Linked DNA regions of Zea mays: all the other regions are linked to region 1. The links are chromatin contacts, called in public Hi-C maps. All regions are on one chromosome and are shown on one strand. Each heading gives the region's core, a stretch centred on a gene start, on an enhancer-like site or on the middle of the called end of the contact. The rest is flanking DNA. Distances are from core to core; before and after follow the strand shown.

Evidence for each region. Hi-C and Micro-C count contacts between places; a contact is called where the count stands out from the background.
Region 2: a Hi-C map of tassel shows a contact between it and region 1, with 3 times the contacts expected there. The contact joins the promoter of LOC100284733 here to the promoter of LOC100191753 in region 1. A contact is called at or near these places in 3 of 25 Hi-C or Micro-C datasets (bundle sheath, ear and tassel).
Region 3: a Hi-C map of ear shows a contact between it and region 1, with 3 times the contacts expected there. The contact joins the promoter of LOC100283707 here to the promoter of LOC100191753 in region 1. A contact is called at or near these places in 2 of 25 Hi-C or Micro-C datasets (ear and leaf).

The regions. Positions count from the first base shown.
Region 1 is chr9:67,810,136-67,813,605 of Zm-B73-REFERENCE-NAM-5.0, forward strand. LOC100191753 reads left to right here and starts at 1,599. Exons shown (of 5, transcript NM_001137180.2): 1 at 1,599-1,704; 2 at 1,824-2,412; 3 at 2,503-2,971. The coding sequence starts at 1,629.
Region 2 is chr9:67,451,751-67,455,220 of Zm-B73-REFERENCE-NAM-5.0, forward strand. LOC100284733 (VQ motif family protein) reads left to right here and starts at 1,753. Exons shown (of 1, transcript NM_001157628.2): 1 at 1,753-2,720. The coding sequence starts at 1,909. The coding sequence ends at 2,328.
Region 3 is chr9:68,068,620-68,072,089 of Zm-B73-REFERENCE-NAM-5.0, forward strand. LOC100283707 reads right to left here and starts at 1,857. Exons shown (of 5, transcript NM_001156606.2): 1 at 1,480-1,857; 2 at 657-872; 3 at 436-584. The coding sequence starts at 1,810.

The sequences.
Region 1 (3,470 bases), core at 349-2,848:
GATGAATATATAGAGGACGGAATCTTTTAGAGTGTGTTGTAAAGGACAGAGAATATTCCTTTAGGGGATGAAATTTAGAGAACGTTGCTGGAGACAGCCTAAGTGGGCGCAACTCTCTTGCATGGTTAAAAAATGGATCGCTTCTTCAGGAAGTTGGGACCAGAGAGAAGGTAAATGAAGAGGATCCAACTGCGGAGTTTTGGGCGTGGTCGTCTCCAAGGATAGGGAACCCTCGAACAAATAGGCAACGTTTGATGTGAGAAAAAATGGCCTAACTTTTACCAAGTTTGATACTTCCTCCGTCTCAAATTAAAATTTCCTTTTCATATATTCGTACAATAATTAATGTATGCGTTCTTTATATATGTCTATATTCGTCATCATCCATATAAATATAGATATAATAATCTAGACCTAAATGACTGCTATTTTGAAATGTTTCAATTCCTCAAGTTTAAAATTTTGTATTTTTCCAAACAATCTCGGATGAACAAACAGCCTAAATAAAATCTTTAGATCTTGAAAAGTCGATATCTATGCAAATAAAATTACGTTTGAAATTTTATGTTTAAAATTCAAAAGCTTTAAACAGTCTCATATGGAGAAATGGCTAAAACTAAAGTTGTAGATTTTAGAAAGTTACACAAACCTTACGAATTACGATTGACAATTTCCCCCCATTTGAAATCAGCTATGCAAACAAAATTATGTTTGGATTCCGCACATTTGAAATTAAAAAGAAAAGTTTCAAAAAGGTTTCGGGCCAATCAAAACCAAAAATTTCGGTATGATAGGGTTGTGAAACTTTATAGTTTACAATTTTATTATTTAAATTGGTTTAAGTTTTTGGATACTCATTTTTAAGCCGTAAGGCACTTCCTGCATTTTAATTAAGTTGTACACGTTATTTTAACTTGTGTAGATGTATATAGTTTTTTATCGTGCACCTAGATGTATCCTGTATGATTGCTGACAACTCCTGCTACTAGAATTCTCGTATATAACCGGCGATCTCTTTCGGTGCGCTTCGTTATATGAAAGATTATGTTTCTTAAAAAAAAAACTTACTGAAGATTCCCCCGAGAGGAGAAGTCACGACAGAACCTCCTGCAAATGATAGCTCTGTACCAGGTATCCCAGGGAGCCGCTTTCACACACACGTCTGACGTCCCCGTCCGTGAGCTTGTTCCGCTAGCTAGACTAGAGCATCGAGACGTTTTCTTGCTGCACAGGGCTACCACAGCCCTGCCAATGCAAGCCACGGCAACGGAACGGGACAAGGCAGCGGCAAGCAACAGCTAACTAGCTAGGCTAACAGAGAGACCCAACACAGAAGCCTCTGCGTGCCTGCTCCCATCTCCCGGCATGGCAACGCCGGCCTTCACCCAATAAGTAAAGAAAAGAATTATTGGCCAATTAGCTTAACCCAACCCAATGCACGCTTACGTTGTCGTCGTCCCCAACCCTGGGTGAATTTCCTTGCGCCTTCTGCTTTCTTCTAAGCGCTGCCCCTGGAACCTGCCGTGCCTCCTCCTATAAATACTCAGCAAACTCCTGCCATCCTCCCTCCCCCTTCCCTCCTCCTCCTCCTCCTCTAACTCGATCACACCTCCATCCATCTCACAACAATGGCATCTGCATTGTCGTCGTTGGGACCAACAGCGCTTCTGATCTGTGCCCTCCTCTGCACCTTTCTGTCTTCAGGTACTGCATATCCCTGCTGCCGTCTGAATCTCGCACGGCGTACGATTCCAAAACCAAACAGAGCGCTGGGCTTGCCTTGTGTAGTATATAATGTATAGGCTGGAATATTTCTGTTGCAGAGGTGGGCTTTGTGCGGCAGGCCACGGCGCTGGGCATCAACTACGGGCAGGTGGCGAACAACCTGCCGCCGCCGGCGCAGGTGGTGCAGCTGCTCTCCTCGCTCCGCATCGGCAAGGTGCGCATCTACGACGTGAACCCGCAGGTGCTGACGGCGTTCGCGGGCACGGGCATCGAGCTGGTCGTGACCGTCCCGGACGACCTGGTCCCGGGCATGGCGAGCAGCGCGTCGCAGGCGCTGCAGTGGGTGAGCGCCAGCCTGCGGCCCTACTTCCCGGCGACGCGCGTGACGGGCATCGCGGTGGGGAACGAGGTGTTCACGGGCGACGACGAGCAGCTCAAGGCCAGCCTGGTGCCGGCCATGCGCAACCTGCACGCGGCGCTGGCGCAGCTGGGGATGGACGCGTACGTGCGCGTGTCCACCGCCAACTCCCTCGCCGTGCTCGCCACCTCCTACCCGCCGTCGCAAGGCGTCTTCACGCAGGCTGCCGCCCCCTACATGGCGCAGCTGCTGCGGTTCCTCGCCGAGACCAGCTCGCCCTTCTGGGTCAACGCTTACCCCTACTTTGCCTACAAGGATGACCCCACAAAGTGCGTGCTTCATTAATCCTCGTTCATTTCGCCGTCGCCCGCCGCTGTATATATATTCAACTAGCTAGCTAATGCAAATGCTGTGTGTAGGGTGTCACTGGACTACGCGCTGTCGAACCCGTCCCACGTGGGCGCCGTGGACCCCTTCACCAAGCTGCAGTACACGAGCATGCTGTACGCGCAGGTGGACGCCGTGACGTTCGCGGCGGCGCGGCTGGGTTACGGCGGCGTGCCCGTGCACGTGTCGGAGACGGGGTGGCCGTCCAAGGGCGACGCCAACGAGGCCGGCGCCACGGTAGAGAACGCGCGGCAATACAACCGGAACCTGCTCATGCGGCAGGTGAGCGGCGAGGGCACGCCGCTGCGGCCCAGGCTCCGCCTCGAGGTCTACCTCTTCGCGCTCTTCAACGAGGACATGAAGCCCGGCCCCGCCTCCGAGAGGAACTACGGACTCTACCAGCCGGACATGAGCATGGTCTACAACGTCGGACTCTCCCAGCTCGCCACCACGTCGGCCGCCTCCCTCTCCCTCGCCACGTCGCCAGCAGCCAGGACCACGGTGAGAGCTCCATGCTCCTCTTGCATTGCAGTTAACTGCTTGTCGATCGACCATGAATGTGCAGTGGTAGGATGACACAATGCGTGTACAGGATCGCTTTACTTTCAGCCAGATCGTCACTCACAGTGATCTATATGTTTTCTTTAAAGATTCTTGCACATCTCCCCCACATATATATCCAGCACCGCAAAATAATAAACGTCACCCTGGAGAGACCACTTGCATTGCATTGGGTGCACTACACATGTGGAGCACCGTTGGGCCAAGCCATAGCCCGGTGCAATGCAATCCAAGTGGTCCATGAACATGCATGCATGCTATTCATATATGATCGGTCCATGCTTTATAGCATCATCACCCACATAAACACACCACTTGGTCCATATATATATATATATATATATATATATATATATATATATATATATATATATATATATATATATATATGATCGGTCCATACTTTATATACACTACTATATATATACCCATCAAAGAT
Region 2 (3,470 bases), core at 503-3,002, 360 kb before region 1:
TTAGTTACTTTGACAAGTTTCAGAATAAGTTTGTTACAATTAAGAGCAACATAGATTTATCTTTAATGTTTATTATGCATCTTGGAGAAAGGTATGTTGTTGTCCAAAATGGCGTGGTTATTGGAGCAAGGGCTAATCAGGTAATACACTCTCAACTATCTTGTACCCAAATCCATCCAGTGTTGGTATTAGACTATGATGTACCTGATGAGGTTGTTTATGACAATGAGGAGGAGAGGTTGTATTTAGATTTGGTTCAAAGCCATTTAATGTTGGTAGTAGATAAGAGGCCTACACAATTTGAGGACACTAACCAAGAAGAGGAAGAGGAGAACAATGATATGGGGATGTCTAGGCAGCACGCCGTGCTAGCAGCACCAGGGAAGCAGCTGACTGTGGCGTCCGTGATCCGCTCACTTCGCCAACCACAAATGCAGCAGTCGTGCCACGCCCGAGGCCCACCCGCGCCGCTGTTGCTGGTTCCGGAGAAGGATTTGGCCGCCAGACGCTTAAGGGACGACGTCATGGAGGGAGATGGATGCGGCTAGCCGCCAGCCGACCTGGGAGCTTGCAGTCGATTCAATTTGGGAAGGGAAGGGGGAAAAGTGTGGACGGGTCCCACATGTAAGGCTTTGGGTCCACCTATAAGAGCCATGACGGATGAAAATGCCGTCGTGAGGTGATTTCTGAGCTCAATGTGAAGGTAAGAGGGGAAAACTGAGTAGAGAATTTGGGCGGCATAGAACTGAGCAACACATCCGGATTAGGACTTGCTCGGTTATAAGGGATGTAATCCCACCATGGATTTAAGTCGGGTCTAGGTTGAGTGAATTCATACCTCACACTCAATCCCGTAGCGAGATTAAATCCATCATTTAATCCATGTTTCTCTCAAAGCTACTTATTCTTTTGATCCATGTATTCTAATATAAAATTATGCAATATCTTTATGGATTTGTTCCATATCTAATGGGCTATGGATATAATCTATGTCTTCTATAGTTTAAAAAATTTCCAAAGCGGTGGATTATAATCTTTGATGGGTTTAATCGAATAAAAAAATTTGATTAAGCTTAGATTATTTTGGGTTATGAATTGTGACATTAATTTAATTTGAATCTATGCTAATATAGAGCTGGATTGGTGTAAACGAACAAGATCTTAATAGGTGAAATGTAAATGTTCCTCGTATTTTACTGTCACCGTGCCGCAAAATGCGAGGAAGTAGGAAATGACGTCATTAGGGCCGGTATGTTTCCACGGTCAATTCAACAGAACGATGTGCACCACTCACGCACTGATAGGGTTGGATTCCAGTAAAATCTATTGTATCGGCCACTTGCGTGCAGAATGGCGGAAAAGAGAAGGTGTTCAGCGATGCTGCAGCAGGAAAAGAACGAACTGCCCTGATGCGACACTAGTAGTAGACTGCTTGTAGAAGCTGCTATTCCGCACGAGCGCTTGACCGCCCGGCCGGTCCGCCCCCTCCGGCTGACCGCTCGCCGTTCCGTGGCGACCCGCACCTTTGACCAGCCTCCCAACGCCCCCGCACGGAGCTCACCAACCGCCTTGCACTCGCACTGAGTTTGTATTACTGACAGTTGGGCCCCAAGTATGCAGGGTCCCGCGAATTAGTTGGAAGTGTGTGTAAAGTGTACACCTGCTTCTTCCTGGTTGCCATCTTTGCGTGGACGGGAGCTGAACGCCTGAACCTATAAAAACCCGGGCAGCTTCCGCAGCCAATTCTACAGCACATCACAACGCAAGAAAGTCGATCGAACCTGCGCTAGCCTATATATAGGTCTTGGTTGACACCGCCTGGTCTCCGAGTCCAAGAGGGGAAGCAGCGGCTCTGGACCTCTGATCAATCTAGCTTAGCTTTCTTCGAGTTCAGACTTCAGAGCGCATATGGCCATGGAAGTTCAGGGCACCAGGCGGCCGCAGGATGCCGGCGTGAAGGTCAAGTTCATCGAGACGCAGTTCATTAGCTCCGACGCCGCCAGCTTCAAGGCCGTCGTGCAGCGCCTCACCGGCAAGTCCCCAGCCGCCTCGTCGCAGACGACTCAGCCGCCGGCGCATCCTCAGCCACAAAGCCTGCGCCCGTGCCGGCCGACCTTCATTGGCGCTGGGCAGCAGCAGACCACTGGATGGACAGATCTACAGGCTGCCGGCGGCTACCTGGCGACGATGCCGGCGCCGAAGCAAGAGCACCTCGCGGCGGCGCCTCGGCTGGAGGACATGAACGAGCTCTGCGACTTTGCAGACCTGTTCTACACCACCGCCGCGAGCAATCGGCCCGACGGCGGCGCCAGCGTCTTTCCTTACTGAAACCACGGTGCGTGGTGTGTCCTTGCGCCTTGGTGGTGTTTTCGGAATGCATGAATGAATGATGAAGCGCGGATACTTGAAGTTTGCCATTGCCAATTTGCCAGCCACGTCGCAGTCGCAGCGAGTTGGGCTGGGCACATTGATGACCAAGAGCTAGGTGTGCAAGGAGACAGATCGAGATGGATTGTCTGTCAACCGCTGTACTGTTGATTCATGTAGCTGCATACTCACGCCACGAGTTCTCTCAACGACAGTTAAATGCTGCCGTGTCAAATTTGTAATGGGCTAAACACAGATCATGTGTGCAATATGCATAGATATTTTTCTCATACAGGTTGTCAAATTTATTAAATTTTGATTTTTTGACCGTGGTTGTGACTTGTGAATGACTGAACGTATATATACTTACAAGATCTTATTATTGTTAGTTAGAACACAAAATCTGAAACTAGCAGCCTAGCTATTAAACTTATTTTAAAAAACTAGGAAAATTGTTTGAAAAAATAAAATTAAAGTTAAAAAGCTCGTTGCGATTTTTTATTTTTAGGATGATGCTACAAGAAGCTATTATTTTCAAAAGTCAGGTTATCCCCGGTAGGTAGTGGTATAAAACTTTGTTTTATATTCTAAACATCGCTATTTGTAGATAGAGTTTAAAATATAAGGTGAGACCACTAGGAATGAGATACGAGAGTCGCCGGACATAGCCTCAATGACCAAAACCTATAAAGCAAAATTTTCAGCTTAAAGGCTAAATAACTACAGCTCAAAACAAAAGGCTTTTAATATGATAATAAAATAAATTGTCTTAGCAATTAATTCCTCATTGAATTTGTTGTTTTCTGCATGCTATGAGTTCCTTTAAAACTCGACTTGTCTTCATACTTGCGGTATTTTTAATTCACGAGCTGTTTCAAAGCATAGTCAAATGCGATGTGAGTTTTGTAATGTGCTTAGAACAGAGCATATGGTGGGATATAAATAGTTTTTTTCTCATACATATCTAGAGGTTGACAAAATTATTGAATTTTAATTCCAATCTTAGTTCTAAATGCATATGTATTAACAACACTACCAGAGATGCATTATTTGCTGAGTGCATATAATTTTACCGAGCGCAAAACTACGGGCACTCGACAAAG
Region 3 (3,470 bases), core at 607-3,106, 260 kb after region 1:
ATGCACCACCACCACCATGTCGTCAGATAAATCTATCATGTCGTCTTGAAATTTGTGGAAGCAAACCATTGTTTACAACCATTCCATGATGGGCATGCGCATAGCAAAAGATTCTCTCTTCATCTGTACCCACCCTACCTTTTGCATGCCCATTCTCTCTTTCATTGTGCAATCATGTTCTACCTGGAGCCCCCTCATGCTTGCATCACATGGGGCTGCACTAAACAACAATCTGATGGACTGTGCAGAAGCTCAATTTAGCATGCGGAAGTTCAGGGCCACGCCATCAAACATTTTCCCCCCATTCGAAAACAGTTGACCACTTTCTGAAACTCTACTGCTGCATCATCAATGTATATGCAGAATGGTGTATGATGAAATGTAAGGGTCAATCATCTACTAGTGAATTTGAGACTCATAGTTGAGAAATGCTACCTCAACGCCATTGGCGATAGCCTTTGCAACAAGGGGCACGTAAGTCTTGACATCAGAAAATGGGACGCCGGAGAAGAGCGGCGCGTTGTAGTCGTTGCCCCCGAACTCCCCGACGACGAACAGGGATTTGCTGAAGTAATCCTTGCAGTCTGCAACCAACATTCGGTGATCCACTGCAAAATTTTCGAGAACATTCAGTGCGGGTGAGATTGGGGCCGGACCTTGCTCCGATTTACAGAGGGACGGCTTCATGTCCTGGAGCCAGCCGATCTGGGTGTTGATGGAGCCGGTGTTCCAGATGCGCTGGTCGATGCCGTGCGCCTTGAAGAAGGAGTACTCCAGGGCCGTCGCGCCGGTGATGGCGAAGTTGGCGCCCTTCTTGAAGTCCTTGCCCTTGGCCTGCGACGGTGGCGGCAGTGGCAGCCCGAAATGCTCGGCTGCATAATTGGCCAAAGGTTCCCATCACAAAAGGGAAAGAAGAGACTTTAATTCGCATCAGTACTCTGCTAAAACTCTAGCAGCAGAGCGGAGACGGCAACGATTCACAGCGCGGCAAAGCAGCAACCCTTTTTACCACCAGTTTTCTACCACTCGTTTCCATCTTTTTATAAAGGAAGGTCGGAAAAAATCAACCCCTTTTGACCTCGCCCTCGCCCTCGCCTGATTAAAAGGGTAGCACCACAGAGAAATGAAGAGCTGAGAGCAAAGAAATGGGACTCTTACAAACAAATTTAGTAGTCACTAGTCACCTCATCTTTGTTTTTCCCTTTTTCTAAAATTTAACAAACAAATTTTAGGTTTGCTCTACCAAACTTTTTGTTTAATAAAAAGAAAAGAACAGGTCAATTTCATCTTGACCACCCAAGTCATAGCAGGCTCCTCTTGACACTCAAATCAAAAAGTTTTAGCGACGGAGACGTTTGAATTAGATATCCCAGAGACCACAAAAATAAGTACAAGCAGTTGGGAAAAATTAGTCACGGAAGCGAAATAAAAACAGCTGCCGGTGTTGGAACGAACTACTACTAGGGTACAGTGCAGTACCCAGGAAGTCGACGACGAGGCGGCCGTTGGAGCAGCGGCCGGTGGGCTTGCGGAAGAAGGTCATCCCGTAGGGAGGGCGCGCGGTGGTGAGCGCCTTGGGCGTGCCGTTGACGATGAGGTTGCCGGCGTCGGAGAGCGAGTCCCCGAAGCTGAAGATGGCCGTGTACGACTTCTTGCTCCTGGCCGCGGCGCAGGTGGCCGGCAACGCCGCCACGAGCGCGGCGACGAGCAGGAGGGGGAGCACGCCCCGGCGCGGCGGCGCGTGGGCGACGGCCATTGCGGCTGCGGGTGTCGGCGGCAAGCAGCTATGTCGACGCGGCCCGACGCGCATGTGCGGTAAGAGACGGGAGGCGGGGCCAAGTTCTTTGCTTGTGTGGCGCGTTGCTCTCCTCCGCTTTTGCTTTATATAAACTGCGGCTGTGGGAGTGAAGAGAGTGAGAGAGAGGTGGCCAGTGTGGCCTGTGCTGGATGCTTGCAGAGCTTTGCAGGTGCTGCAGCAGCTCAGGATGAGGTGTGGGTGTGGCAGCCACTGGGCAAATGTTTTGGTTTGGGCCGACGATTGCCCCTACGGTTAGCATTGGATGCAGCTATAGTAGCCGACTAAAATTAAAGACTACCGTAGTTATTAGCTGGTAAAATTAATAGAGTAGATCTAACGACGCGTTTAGGTTCATGGAAATGTATTGGATTGTGATTTTCAGTTCAGCCCGTTACGAGATAGCGTGAGATCGGATATCGCTTCATTTACAGTTGTTTACTCCCAGAGGTGGGCAGTTGTCACAGAGAAGCGGGAGTATTCTCCATAGGAGTACAGTTCATCCATCTATTAGCTAGTGGGATTACAAAAACAATTCAAAAAATATTAAAATTAGGTCTACAAATAGAGGGATGTTTGGATTCAATCACGCTTTTCACTCTCTATTTTGCTCCTTTGTTTCATTCCTCTCACTACCCTTTCACTCCAAAAAAAATTCTTCCATGTCATCCGCGGCCTCTAGCATTCAAATAGATGAAGACTAGATATTCTATATATTGCATCAAACTATGATAGATACAGCGGTGTGAAGCTTGCCTCCGAGTATTCAACGATAGGGAGGTGAAGAGCAGTGGAGCTACATCGACCAGGATCATAAAGCCACCCACAATCAGCTGATGTGAGATTACTTCAATAACTTGTGGATCTATCATTCACTCTACTTTCGTCGAATGCACCACATGCAGACTCTTTCTATAAATCTTTGACAGATTAGGTGACCATTCCCCCTAATTCACTCGTAGAGTCATGAACTCAAACACAGTGGTTTCTTCCCTCGCCAAAAATACATCGCTTCCCTCTACATGCTCGCCTACAATAATGTTGCTAACTCCATCAATAAATATATTAAAATAAGGAAACATATGATCTTAGAGAGTCTTGAGCAATTCTATAATGGTGTTGTTTCATGTTTTGGTGACAAGTATGTATAATCGTTGTCCCACTGTTGGCGATCTTAAGTATCTTTTAGCTAAAGGGAAGAGATGGATTTTTGGGTACATAGGTAGTACATATTACATGCATTAAGTAGAAAAATTGTCTCGTTGAATGGAAAGAGAAGTTTACTTTGGGGGACACTGGATCCCTGCCCATAATGCTCGAGACGGATGCCTCGTATGACTTATGAATTTTGCATGCTTTTTTATAGTAGGGTGGAACAACGATGTCAATGCGCTCAACCAATCGTTGTTATTCATTGATGAGCTCAAGAGAGAAACATCAAATGTGAAGTTCATGATGAATGGACATAGTATAACTAAGAGTACTACCTCGCCAATGGCATCTAGTTCTAGTGGTCAGTGTTTGTGAAGACCATTTTCTCCTATAGACTCTGAAAGCAGCATATGTTTGTTGCATGCCACGAGAGGACGTACAGAGATCATTTGGGGTCCTCTAGGATTGCTTCTATATTCTCGCTAGCCTAGGTCATTCTTTTTCCCAGCAAATACTTAGTGTG